2 separate regions of the Capsicum annuum genome follow, and region 2 is linked to region 1. Evidence: chromatin contacts called from public Hi-C data. All regions are on one chromosome and are shown on one strand. The core of a region is the stretch at or near the end of the contact, and the rest is flanking DNA. Distances in the headings are between cores, read along the strand shown. Region 1 holds the start of LOC107873645 (anther-specific proline-rich protein APG). Region 2 has its middle 15 kb from the start of LOC107873982.

Evidence for each region. Hi-C and Micro-C count contacts between places; a contact is called where the count stands out from the background.
Region 2: a contact with region 1 is called in a Hi-C map of leaf, with 2.0 times the contacts expected there. The contact joins the enhancer-like site here to the promoter of LOC107873645 in region 1. A contact is called at or near these places in 4 of 5 Hi-C or Micro-C datasets (bud, leaf, pericarp and 1 more).

What each region holds. Positions count from the first base shown.
Region 1 is chr1:44,476,523-44,483,678 of UCD10Xv1.1, forward strand. LOC107873645 (anther-specific proline-rich protein APG) reads left to right here and starts at 2,826. Exons shown (of 3, transcript XM_016720580.2): 1 at 2,826-3,424; 2 at 3,561-3,797. The coding sequence starts at 2,912.
Region 2 is chr1:44,686,486-44,693,448 of UCD10Xv1.1, forward strand. No RefSeq gene overlaps it. Among protein-coding and RNA genes, the nearest start is that of LOC107873982, 15 kb to the right of the region's middle. Within about 2 kb of position 4,881, at least 2 of the 5 cell types and tissues checked have an H3K27ac peak or open chromatin away from gene starts, as enhancers often do. A contact at or near this core is called in leaf and pericarp, where this site is marked.

The sequences.
Region 1 (7,156 bases), core at 1,576-4,075:
AAAGATTCATGTAATCAAATTATCAAATATACATATTAAATAGTGTATTGAGATTATTCAAATAGTTTTCATTCATGCCTTTTAACAATAAAATTTATAATATAAAAATGATTCAGATTCAAAGATAAACCTGTGATGATTTAAATAGAGTAAGAAGCAAGAAACAATCGTTACCAGAAACTCAAACACGAACTCGACTTCAACTTTTCACTTTTTCTCTTTATTTTTTGATTTCTTTTTTCTGGTTTTGTTTGGTTTTCCTCTCGGCCTTTTATTTTTGATTTTTTTGTTTTTTGTTGTCTCCCTGTTTTTTGTTCAGTGTTTGTTTCTTTGTCTGGTTGTTTTCTCAAGTTGTGTCTTGTGTTTTTCTAATATGACTTCTCCTTTCACCGAATGTTATTTTTACCCTTTTGATTTTTGTCCGTGAATTTGCCTTCTCTTGTTGTTTGTTTTCCTTCTCTTTTTATCTGATTTCTCTCTATTTTTCTTTGTCTGATGCAGTGTAAAAAATGTTTGATGATAGACTGTACCTTGATTTTTTCTGGAGAGAAAAGTCTTTAAATAGTAGGGTTCTTGGGGAAACAATTTTTATTCAGATAGGATAGGATCATCTTCAATTTTTTTATTTTTTTTAGATAATGATCTTCCTTTTATTTTAATAAATAAATAAATTATATATAAAATAAATAATAATAAAATAATATTAACTAATTAATTTTTTATACTTAAGAAAAATATAATAAAAATATAACTAACTTAAAATAAAATATAATTAAGAGAAAATAAAATTACTAGCTTATTTATAAAGATCTAAATTAAAAGAAAATATTTTTTGAAAAGTTTTTTGTATTATTTAAAAATAAAATAAAATATATATATATAAAAATGTAACTTTATTTATTATTATTTTTTATTTATTTTCAACCAAAATTTATTAAAAATATAATAAAAACTAAGATAAATATTGGATAAAAATAAAATTATTTAATGCCGAAAAATATATTAAATTCAGAGGAGGTCAAAAATCATGTGTCTACACCAGGTGATTTCTTCTTCATTATATTAACCTTGGTGGATACAACTGCCTATACTTATTGCTGGTGGGAGGTGATATATATTCCGTAGAATTAATTGAGGTGCATGAAAATTGATTCAGATACCACGATAATAAAAAGACATATAAAGTGGTGAAAGATATCTCATTAATTAGTTGAAATACGCAAAAGCTGATTCAAATAATACGACTATAAAAAAAATCAAAATAATGACAAATACTTGATAAAATTAATAAGTCAATTTTTAGTTTACCACGTGAAATGAAAGTATAGCATTTAATTATAAAATATTTTATAGTACTTAGTGGGATGTCATACATTATTGTCCTTGATATATGAACACTTTTTTAATCACGTGCAATAACAATAATTTGTCTACACCACCTACCACTGTATGTCCTTTGCTTTTTTTCCACCTACCACATCTTTTATGTATTTAGAATATTTTGAAATGTGAGAAGATCAATTGAGATATGATTTGGATATTTATTATATTTATTTATAATTTATTTATGTAAGAAAATTTTGGCAAGTAAAGGTATTAAAAGAAAAGATGGATTCGTGGATCTAAAATTACATGAAAGGACATTATATAGTTCAAAAAGACTTATAAATTCTAATTAATATATATGAAAACTTAATGAAAAATAAAAAAAATGATCTGAAATATATCTAAATTTTGACGAAATTTGTTATAACATGTCTGAATTTTGCGGAGGTCGTATGACCCTCTTTGTGGAGGTCCTATGACCCCCCTAGATTATTTATTAACATATTTTACTGATAGTTATTTGCACTAAACTTTTATTTATTTATTTATTAGCGTATTTTATTTTTTATTAGCTTATAAATGTCACTAAATACACTAATAAATAATTCAGGGGGTCATAGGATCCTTACAAAATTTAGGCGTGTTACAATAAATTTCACTAAAGTTTGGATATATTTTAAACTTTTTTCCCATGAAAAATACAGTACAATAGAAAAGAGAAAATCCGTATAAAATAATATCTATTAGTTGAAAATATAATTTTAGACCTGTTACATAATTCCTTTCCCCCCTCATTAAATTCTAATCATATTAAATTAATTTAGTGCTCTGCTTTAGTGTGGTAACATATTTTCATAATCTTACAAGAAGTCTATCGTGACACAAATATTTACAATAGATTCTACGACTTGAATTCATAATTATAATTTAAAGGGAATTATTTTCAAGAGGCCCTAATTCTTAAGAAAATATTGGACGTTTTGAAAAAGAATAGTGTTAATAAAGACATAGTTTTGAAACATAATGGTTCAAATACAATTAAATAATTATTTGAGCCCAAGAAATTTATAGTATCATTTAAAGATGTTACTTTTCCAGGATATTGATGCGAGTTACCTAATTCTTTGTCTAATTTATTGCTCATTCATGGTTGTAAATAAATCAAAGGAAATATTTTTTTCGGAAACACAACCTATATCCTAATATAATGTTGTGTGTACGGATATATTTTAGTTGTTATAGTAAAATGTTATATAACATAATATGAAAATTGTCATTTTAATCATGAAATAATATTATAAATGATGGTTCATATAGAGAGATCAGATTATATATAGAAGTAATTGAAAAATGAATATATAAAATAATAAGTATTTTATCAAAAATAATACTATGAGACATGATCCTAAAGGAATGGATAGATATTAATTAATCATAGGGTTCTTTGGAAGAAATAATATTCTATGTGCACATGGATCTATACTATTGAACTCATGATCAACCTACCATCTTAACTCTAATAATTTAATTATATATATAGATGTGATTTTATCACTTCATTGTACAAACTATTCATTAGTGAAAAATGGCAATTATGAAGATGCTCATGATGTTAGTGGTGGCTGCAATATTATTTTGCAGCCATCACCAGGTGACAAAGGCGCAAGATATCGCCTTGGTCACGACCAACGATGAAAGCGATTCATTGAGCTCCTCCCCATTTGATATTCTATGTCAGTATTGGCCGTGGCCGTATCCGTGGCCAAGACCATGCCCTCCTCCAAGGCCGCGACCACGACCACGACCATGTGCACCACCACCTCCACCACCATGCTCTCCACCACCGAGATCACCACCACCACCTCCACCACCACGGTCACCTCCTCCCCGCCCGGCAATGTCCTGCTCGTCTAGTGACAAACAAAAGGTGCAGAAATGCTTTAACGAAACAGTTTCAATTGACGAATGTTGTCCAACATTTCAGAACATACTTGGTAAGAGTTGCCCTTGTTATCAGTATGCTGAGGATTTAGACAATCAAGTTTTGATCACTGCCGAAGCTTATTGTGATTTCAGTACCCCGTGCAAGGGAGTTCCAGTAAGTTATCATTTTTATTTACCATTTAATATTTTGCAACAAAATCACGTACTATCTTATACATTTCTCTTTATGAAATTCTAATTAAAATTATTTGTTCGAATTAGTAAAGTAATTCTTTCATTTATGAATACAGCCTCCTCCCCCGAAATCACCTCCTCCTCGCCCAACAGCGGCCTGCTCAGCTAGTGACAAACTAAAGGTGCAAAAATGCTTTAACGAAACAGTTTCAATTGATGCATGTTGTCCAACATTCCAGAGCATACTCGGTAAGAGTTGCCTTTGCTATCAGTATGCTGAGGAATTGGACAATCAAGTCTTGATCACAGCTGAAGCTTATTGTGATTTTGGTAGCCCTTGCAAGGGTGTGCAAGTAAGTCATTATTTTTCATGGTCAAACGGACACTAAGAAAACTACTACTCATTTAAAAGCATTAGTAGTTATTTCATTTATAAATACATACCTAATGTTGTATTTTGTTAATTAATTTCAGGTGATTAAGCTATCCAAGGATGAATAAAAGTGTTTAATGCTTAATTCCAAATCTTGTATTAGATTAATTGTTGTTAATTTCTCTTTCTGTTGAAAAGTCTCTTGCTAATTGTTTACTTTTTTTTTTACCCTTTCCTTGTTGTAACTTATAAGACCCTTTAGTTTCTATGGGTACACTTGTAATCTTGTGTATCAGCAATTTTAGTGCTAATAAAACTATATTTTATTGAATTGAGTGGCTAAAAATTTAATACTGAAAATTATTTATAAGTGCTTAAATGGTCATTCAACTATTAAAAATTATCCCAGGATGTTGGTTTTTTTTTTTCCTTCTTTTATATCAGAAAAAAAAAAATCTTTTTTCTTATTTTACTACTTAATGAGTATCATTCAAGCAGGAAAGTGATATATTCAATTATTTATTAATGATGTGACACCTGATTTTTAAATAAGAGTATTAAATTAAACCTATCTTAACTAAAACCTCCTATCCAACCAAATATTCGATCATAAAATTCTTTAATATGTTATGCGAAGTCCTTTTATCTCTCAAAAAAATATTTAATATTTTGGACATTTAATTAAATGAAGGTGAGTTTGGGAGCATCTTTTTGGAGCTTTTATACTTTCGAAAAATATCTTTACAATAAATATAAACAACTAATGAATATAATATGAATGCGCCACGTCTTGATTTTGTAACCTAATTTTGGACCTTAAAGGATAATGTATGAGATTTTTGGTCAAAATAAGTTGAGTTTAACATTTTTATTTTTATTTATATTTAAAAATCAGGTGTCAGCGTCATTAAAGGAATTTGAATGTATCATTTTTTTGTTTGAGTGGTCTTTTGAGCAAAATAAGAGAAGACAAGTGATTGTTTTGATATATATATACACTCCCTTTCTTCCATTTTACTCGTTTTAAATTTTTTAATTTAATTTCTCATTTTACTTATCATTTTTTATTAATCCAGACAAAACAATTTTTTTTTTTTTACCTTAGTATTAATTATTTTTTTCTTCAAATTAAAATGTAAACATTAATTGATAGAGGTATTATAGTAAAATAGTCATGTCATTAATTTTTTTTCTTAAGCAATATCCAATGTCAAATTGGAACGAGTAAAATAAAACGAAGGAGTATATATATATATATATATATATATATATATATATATATTCAAGCTCATATCAAAAGGTTTTATTTTGAAAGATAAATTATTTTTTATTTTCAGAATTCAAATCCAAACACATGTTTGCACGTACGGAACATCAATTCATATGAGATAAAATTTATTTTTGGACAAGTACAATGTATTTATTAAATGCATAACTGATTGAAAATGACACTATAAAATACTCCGTAGAATTTAAGAATAAAAGGGGAAAAAAAATTGAGAACAAAATTTAATGAGATATTTAAGAATGGAAAAAGAACAACTACATAATTATGCATAGCATACCAAAATTTAAACTTGATGTGCTAAACATTAGATTTATTTTAACACTAAATAAAATTTTGAAATCGAAATTTAATATTGGAGATTTAATTATTTTGATTCGATACGTCTACTTATGATCAAATAATGAAAATCCAAACCCATAAAAGAAAAAAATTGATGGAAAAATCGAGCAAACATATGTCTTCATTCGAGCATTTTTCGAAATATTTTAGTACATTTTTACCCACAAAGAGAGACAATGACACAAACACTTATACATAGCACTCCCTCCGTTTCATTTTAGTTGACGCTCTTTCTAAAAATATTTATTTCAATTTAGTTGTTTCTTTGATAAAATCAAGAAGATTTTATTATATTTTTTCAATACTACCCTTAACATTAAATGACTAAACAAAATGTACTTACTCAAGTTAATATTTTAAAGCATAATTAATAAGACTAATTTGATAAAATAAACCCCCAATTAATATTTTCTTAATAGGTGTGTCAAATTCACAAGGATCAACTAATATAAAACGGAAGGAGTATTAAGTTATTGGTGAGAAATCAATGATGTGAAAGATTAAAGGGTTAATGTCAAAATATACACTTATTAACATTTTTTTTTTTTGGAGTTATCCTTCATTATATATTATTTCATTTATCTATTTAAATTTATAAGTATCATATACTTCAACAATCGTTGCCTTTGTATTCGTTAGCAAAGCCTTCACGAATTTTGAATTTTAATGCAAATCCCCCCGCCCTCCACCCCCCGCCATCCCACACACGCACACACCCTATTATTTGAAGCATGAAAGACCTACTTTTTGTAATTTTAGTACTTTCCTCTCTGTTTTAAAACGAATGAACTATTTTGACTTGACACAAAGTTTAAGAATATAAAGAAAACTTTTGAATCTTGTAGCCTTAAATTAAAATTGTGTCAAATGTATCAAAATATTCTTTAATCTTGTGGCCCTAAACATGCTATGTGAAAAGTTGAAATTAAAGTATTGTCAAACAAGAAAAAAGATCATTTTTAAAAAAAAAAACAGACTGAAAAGAAAAGTAGGTCATTCTTTTTTAAATGGAGGGAGTAATATTTTGAGCCGTGAAGAATTTGAAATATGGAAAAATTACTTCTTGTAAGTTTAATATCATTTGAGATATGGAGAATCGTTTCATTAATTGTAATGAGAGACAAAACATTGAAAAGTTAGATGTTAATTTCGACATAAGCATTCAGTTCCTCAAATTATAGTCAAAATTGTGATGACACACTTCAACTTTAGAACTTAGTTTTAACGTATTTTTGTATCCTTTTTGTATTGATGTGACACCTTTATTAGATAAAATGAAATTCACATTCAAGATGCCACTTCAACTAATAAGACTGACAAAAATATGCTAAAATTTAGTTCATAGAATTAATAGAACCTCTAAAAAGTTGAAATGTATCGTAAAAAATTTGAAGTGTATCATAGTAAATTTGATCATAATTCAAGAATATTAGATGCTTTATTCTTTAATTTACTTTATAATGGGAAACAATGACTAATTTTCTTATAGTCGCATAGGATTCTACTTTTAGTATTGGTGCAACTCTTTAATTTACCTGATACAGTGACAGATCTAAGATTTTAAAAGTGTGAGTGTTTACTAGAGAAAAAAATAAAAAATCACTTTAATCAGGTTTGAATCTGGAGCGTACCTACTAGTAGATAACCTTAAAATCAACGTAAATGTCAGTGCATCTAACCAACCTCTTGTTTAGTAGATGCTTTTATATAAT
Region 2 (6,963 bases), core at 3,631-6,130, 210 kb after region 1:
GGTGGAAAATTATATGTCTTAAATCTCCTTTAAGTCTAATCTTCAAAAGGCAAGACTTGACTTTGTACAATTCTCACAAAACAAGGTCCCTTGAAACAACAAAAGTGGTTGAAAAGTAGATGTTAAGTCAAGAAAGTGATGGCTCAAGTCTTCTCACAAACAACTTTACAACTTGTAGGTTCACCTTTTTGAATCTATGTTACACTTCGGTTGTCTTAAGTTGTAAGGTGATATGAAGAACAAGATGAACACCACAACGAACTTCAAGAACACATCAACAACACAACAACAATTTCCACCCCACAGCAAACATCAACACACATCACGGCCAATTTTAGTGTTAACACACAGCCAAGGTTATTTTTGATATTGTATTTCGATTTTAGCAAGGGTGAAGGTTGTGATGAATGTCAAGAACTAAATAAAAACTTTATCAAGAGCAACAAAAACACCAACAACATCCAAACAAGACTATAAAAACAAGTCCACACGTCCAAGAACAACAACTTCAACACACGGCCATGGTCTTGTTAACAACAACAACATCAATTTTTTTAAAGCTCAAATCTAGATCGACTCAAAGTGTTAATGGACAAGCATACTAACACTTGAAACAACAAAACAAGCAAAATAAATTCTAGACCTAGACACACAACATTCGGCCAAGATACAACAACAACAAGTTCAACTTCTCGGCCAAGATCTCAAGCTCAAGAACACGTCTTTCTTTTCTTTTTTTATTTTTTTATTTTCTTAGCAAGAAAGCCCAAGATTGGTATTGTAAAAAAAAAAACCAAAGATGGATCTGATACCAAATGATACAGGACAAGCAAGGGAACACCAAAATCAGTCCAAAAAACAGTCCACAAAATGGAAAAAATCTATGAACCCTTTTGGAGATCAAGTCCCGGCTTCCCAAGAACACAATAACAAGAAGATAACAAGGTGTTTATTACACCAAATCAGCGGAAAACAAACTATATTAACAATATAATATGATGAACAAGAAGACACAAGATTCGGATTTAACAATAACAACAAGAACATAAGATTACAACACAAACACTAAACAAGATTACAAGAAGGTAAAAGGATAGATAGATAGACCACATGAAGGTATAATCTTAAGAACCCAAGAATGGACAATCTTGGACCCTTAACACTCCACACAACAATAAACCTATCTCTTACGTGACACAAGATCGGATTTCACCTCTCTAGCATCAACGCTTCCAAGCAAGCAACAACAAAAGAGAATCCACCCTATTATTGTATCCTAATTTCGGTGGTCACTCTTCTCACTAGAGAAAGAGCTTGTTACAAGTCTTACAAGACTCACAAATATCATCCAAAAACTAAACTAAAAATCCTACAATGTTCCTTTTATAGCTATTACAAAATATAAGTTAAAATGACCAAAAGGCCCTTCAAAGAGTGGACACCCATCTAGTGTAATTTATGGGCTGATTTTGGGTGCATTTTGGGCCTTTTTTACACTTTATTTGCACGTGCCAAGGCTCGGGTCCAACACGCACTCTCCTAAGTCCATATTCGTGATTATTCCGTATCAGGGTGGCTAGCGAATTAGTATATTTAAAAATCAATAACCAATAAGCCGAACCGCTAAGCATAATTATCCAACCGATAAGCAGCCCTAGTTCTCATTAAGGCTATTCAAAACCAAACCGTAACCGTTAACCCAACCGCAAAATTAGTTTATTGGCTAATTGGTAATGTGTTATCGAATTAATGGTTGAAGAATGGATACATTTTTTATAATTAGTGGCTTATTGGTGCGGGAACAGATTACTCAATTTTCTTATCGGGCAAACCATTAACCCATTAAGAATTATTATAATTATATTTTTACCTCTAGATATATAAGTATCTTTTGTCAATCCAAAATATAAAATTCTATTTATTATTCTATTCACTTCTTAATTTAGAAAATAACATGCCATTTCTTGCGATATCTAACCATAAAGTGCAGTCAAACTTCCTAAAATGTAAAAAAACTCTGAATTAATTTTTAAACCAAAACATAAATTATTCTTGACAACACAAAGGATCGCAATAAAAATCAAACAACCTAAATGTGTCCTTCGAAAGTTTACCGCTACTGTTACTACTTGATCAAATTTTTTTAGGTCAAATTTTATTCGTATATCACTTGGGCATTACTTATAGGTGATTTTAGTAAGTAAAATTATAATTTTTAGTTGAATTTCTCATCTGGGTGTATCTGCTACTGCTATTTTTTCAATAATAGATAAAACATGTAACGTGAATCCAACAGATGAATAATCTATCACAACATATATGACTAATCTGTTGCAACAGATAGATAATATATTGCAACATATATGACTAATCCGTTGCACGTATGAGTAATCTATTGCAACACATATGACTAATCTGTTGCAACAGATGAGTAATATGTTGAAACATATATGACTAATCTATTGCAACAAATGAGTAATCTGTTGCAACATATAGGACTAATCTGTTGCAACAGATTACTCATCTGCTGGATTCGTATTATAGTGTTGTAACATGAATCCAACATATGGGTCATCTGTTGCAACAGATTAGTCATATGTTGCAACATATTACTCACTTGTTGCAACAAATGACTCATATGTTGGATTCATGTTGCAGGTTCTATCCATTGTAGTGGTAGCAGCTATACCAAATAAAAAATTCAATAAAAATCATAATTATACTTACAAAATTACCTATGAAGTAATGTCCAACTGATATACAAACAAAATTTGACCTAAAAAAAATTTTAAAAATTTCAACAGAGGCACAATGAATAAGTGAAGCACATGAAAAATTTCATGAAACGGGTAAAGAAGACAAAAATAGTATATCATACATCAGATTCAAAAGGATCAAGAGGACAAACGTTTGAGTTCTCCTAAAAACGTTTTAAGTTCCCTAGTATTTTAATTGCTTTCTAATGGATGATCCATCTGTTATAACAGATTTTCGATCTGTTTGATAATTTTCAACAGATGAATCATCTGTTCCAACATGTTAGTTATCTGTTGATTCAAATTAAACAATTATTAGTAATAACTAAATTGATTTATCTAAAATTAAAGACAAGGCTTTAAGACAACGGGACAAACATTTGAGTTCTCCTAAAAATGTTTGAGTTCCCTAGTATTTTAATTATTGTCCAACAGATAACCTATTTGTTGCAACAAGTTAGTCATTTGTTGCAACAAATGCTTATAACAGGTTAGTCATTTGTTGATTCAAATTAAGTAATTATTAATAATAATTAAATTAAATTAATTAAAATTGAAGACAAGACATTAGACAAGGGAAAAAACGTTTGAGTTCTCCTAAAAAACGTTTGATCTTTACTGTTTTAAATTATTTTTCAACACATATTTTGTCTATTTAATAATTTCCAACAAATGAGTCATATGTTGCAACAACTTAGTCATTTGTTGTAACAGATGTCTATATTTGTTTGATAATGTTCAATAGATGAATTAGTTGTTGCAACAAGTGAGTCATCTGTTGCAACAGATGTCTATATCTGTTTGGTCATTTTTAATAAATGTTTTTATTTGTATGGTCATTTCTAACAGATTACTCATCTGTTGTAACGTGTTAGTAATTGATACAAGAATAATCCCGGATATGGATTTATGAGAGTGTGTGTTGGATCCGAGACTTGGTGTGTTTAATTGAAGAGCCAAAGAGGACCTAATTATGCACCCAAAACAGTCCAAACACTACACTTGGGCTACACTTGATGGGAGCCCATCACTTAAGGGCCTTTTGGTCATTTTTAGCTTTCATTTTGTAATAACTGTATAAGTAACATGTTGGGGCTTCCATTAGTAGTTTTTGGATGATATTTGTAAGTCTTGTAAGACTTGAAACACCATAGCTAGGGCTTGGAAAACCCACCAACCGAAACTAGGATAAGATTTAGTGTGGAATCACTAGTGATTGTAAATTGCTTGGAAACATTGATGCTTGGGAGGTGGAATCCGAACTTGTATTTTTGTAAGAGATTGGTTTATTGTTGTGTGTAATGTTAAGGGTCCAAGATTGTCCATTCTTGGGTTCTTAAGATTATGCCTTTATGTGGTCTATCTATCTATCTATCATTTTACCTTCTTGTAATCTTGTTTATTGTTTGTGTTATAATCTTATGTTCTTGTTGTTATTGTTAAATCCGAATATTGTGTCTTCTTGTTTATCATCTTGAGTTCATTTTATTCTTGTTCTTGTTGTTGTTTTGGTGTTAAAACACACAATTATATCTTGTATTCTTGTTGTTGGTAGTGAATCCGAGAGTGGTTTCCAAAAAGGTCCTCGGATCCTTAAGATTTGCAGACTGTTTTGGAGTTGTTTTGTGTTTCCCTTGTTGTTCTTGTATAAGTAATCTATTGATTCAAATTAAGTCATTATTAGTAATAACTAAATTGATTACTAAAATAAAATATGAATTAATTAATAAGCTCAATTACAGTTTTAATTAATCTCATGGTAATTACACGATCAACTAAATATGTTCGTCCTGAGTAGAGTGATCAATTGACGAATTTTATTTGAAATGATTCAAACTAAGTCATCACTAGAAATAACTATTTTGATTTAACTAAAATTAAAGATGAATTAGTAAGTTCAATTACGATTTCAATCAATCTCGTAGTAATTACATGATCAATTAAGTGTTTCGTACTGAGTAGAATGATTAATTGACCAATTTTATTTGAAATAATTCGAATTAAACCATTATTTTTTTTAAAAAAAATAATTCGTGGTATTTTCCATTTATAAAGAAACAAAGTACACTATTGAGTAGGCTTGGAGTCCTACTCATCTGCTTTGAGAGGTCGACAGGCCAACCTCTTTATTAAAAGCCAGTCACTACGGGATCTCCTAATCCAGATGGGCTACTAGGGAGGGTTGAAACAAATTTCCCTATCTTTCAATTGTTTGATTCAAAATGATACCATTTCCAATTTATCTAATCTTGCTAGACCCCTACATTCCTTTGGAAGATTCACAAAAGTAGTGAATATGAGCTTTCTTTTATGGGCGTGACTGTATGCCGCTAATTTGTCTGCAACTCTGTTTCCTTCGCGATAGCAGTGCTGAACTTGAAATTTCTCCAACTCCATCCATTTTCTAATTTCCTCGACCGCTTGCATTAGTCTCCATGGTACTGTACTTTCTCCTTTAACGCATTGTAAGTAGTTGAGAATCTGCTTCAACTACCTGTACGTTTGTATTATATACTCTGCTCAACTGCAACCCAATTTGCATCGCTTGGCATTCAGCCCAATTGCTAGTACCCTGGCCTAAATATATCGAAAATGCTATCTTTATGTTGCCTACAGCATCTCTTATAATCCCACCCACTCCACACAATTCCACCCTGACAACTTCCGTCCCCTTGGAGGCTTGTTCCACCTCACCACTTTGTGTGTTCTTATGTTCATTTTTCTATCCACTAGATGTTGTAGTTGTACCCACGTTCGTGTGATGCAAAATTCCTCAAATTTCTCGCCTATCAGGTCAAAAAGATTTTTTAGGATAAAATTCTCTCACCTGTGTGCAAAAGCTTTCTCCATACGATATTGAGCAGTATTTCTCGACCTCCACAACTCCCACGTGATAAGATCGGAAAGGACTTTGACTATAAAAGCAGCAACCGGGTTGACTGATTTACACTTCCACCACTTTATGGGATTTGACTAAGGTGAAGACCCGCTAAACTAACTCCCACCAATCCAGCAAATTTTTTCCAGATTTCTTGGACAAGAGTTCCTTGTCTAAAAATATGCTCAACATCTTCTGTAATTTGGGTCGGAGGTGTACAACAGTAACATGATGGGTCCACATTTATTCCAAATTTGCAAACTTTTTCATCCGTTGGCAGTCTATTATGGACTGCTCTCCAAGTAGCAAAGACCATCTTGAAAGGTATCATTTTATACCATAGATGAGAGTAAAATTCAGACGGATCTCTCTTTTGACGCAATATCGCCCACATTGAGGAGACTGTGAAGTTGCTTTTTGTCGTAACCTTCCATATCGCCCTATCGCGTTTCTCATTATTGAGCTTTACAATTTGTTTCATCACCTTATTTTGCGCTAGTTCAGGGATGTCAAAATCCAATGCCTCTAGGTGTCATTCTCCTCCTCTATATACTGATGCCAGTGAAATTTCCTTGGGTTTTGTGCCATCCTCCATATATCTTATCAAAGGAACCTCTCCTGTCCAGTTATGATACCAAAAGGATAATTTTCCATCACCTGGTTTCCACACCATGTTCTCCTCTAATTTTTCTATGACTCGTGACATATCCCTCCAGTGAAGTGATTGACCAGGATACCATTTTGTTACCGTGGGTAGCATAAACTCCTTCCATAATGTGTTCCCAGTTCTAAGGTTCCACCACGCCTTTGCTGCCAGTGCTTTGCACGTGTCTTTAATTCTCCTAAACTGAGCACCCCCTTCTTTGTACGGATAGCATAGGTACTTCTACGCAACCCAATGATGTCTATCATTGCTGTCCGACCCCTTCCAAAAGAAGTTTCCAAACACATTTTCAATTTATTTGATTACTTCTTTTGGTGGATGTATTATTGTCAGTAGATGAGTGGGGATTGCCTGAAGCACATGCTTTATCAAGATTGCCTTAACTCCTGCCAAAAGAAATCTTGTTTGCCATCCCCGTAGTCTATTTGTCACTTTAGCTATCATCTCTGAGAAATGAGCAATCTTTTGTTTTCCAAGAATAAGTGGACAACCTAGATATTTCACTGGAAATTGCTTAATCTGCATCCCTGTTATCATTGTTACTCTACTCCTTGTGTTTAGAGATGATTGTGGCTGAAGCATCAAACAACTTTTTAATTTGTTGACTCTTTGTCCCGACACGCTCTCATACTTCTTTAATGCCTTCATCATCAATTTCAAAGATC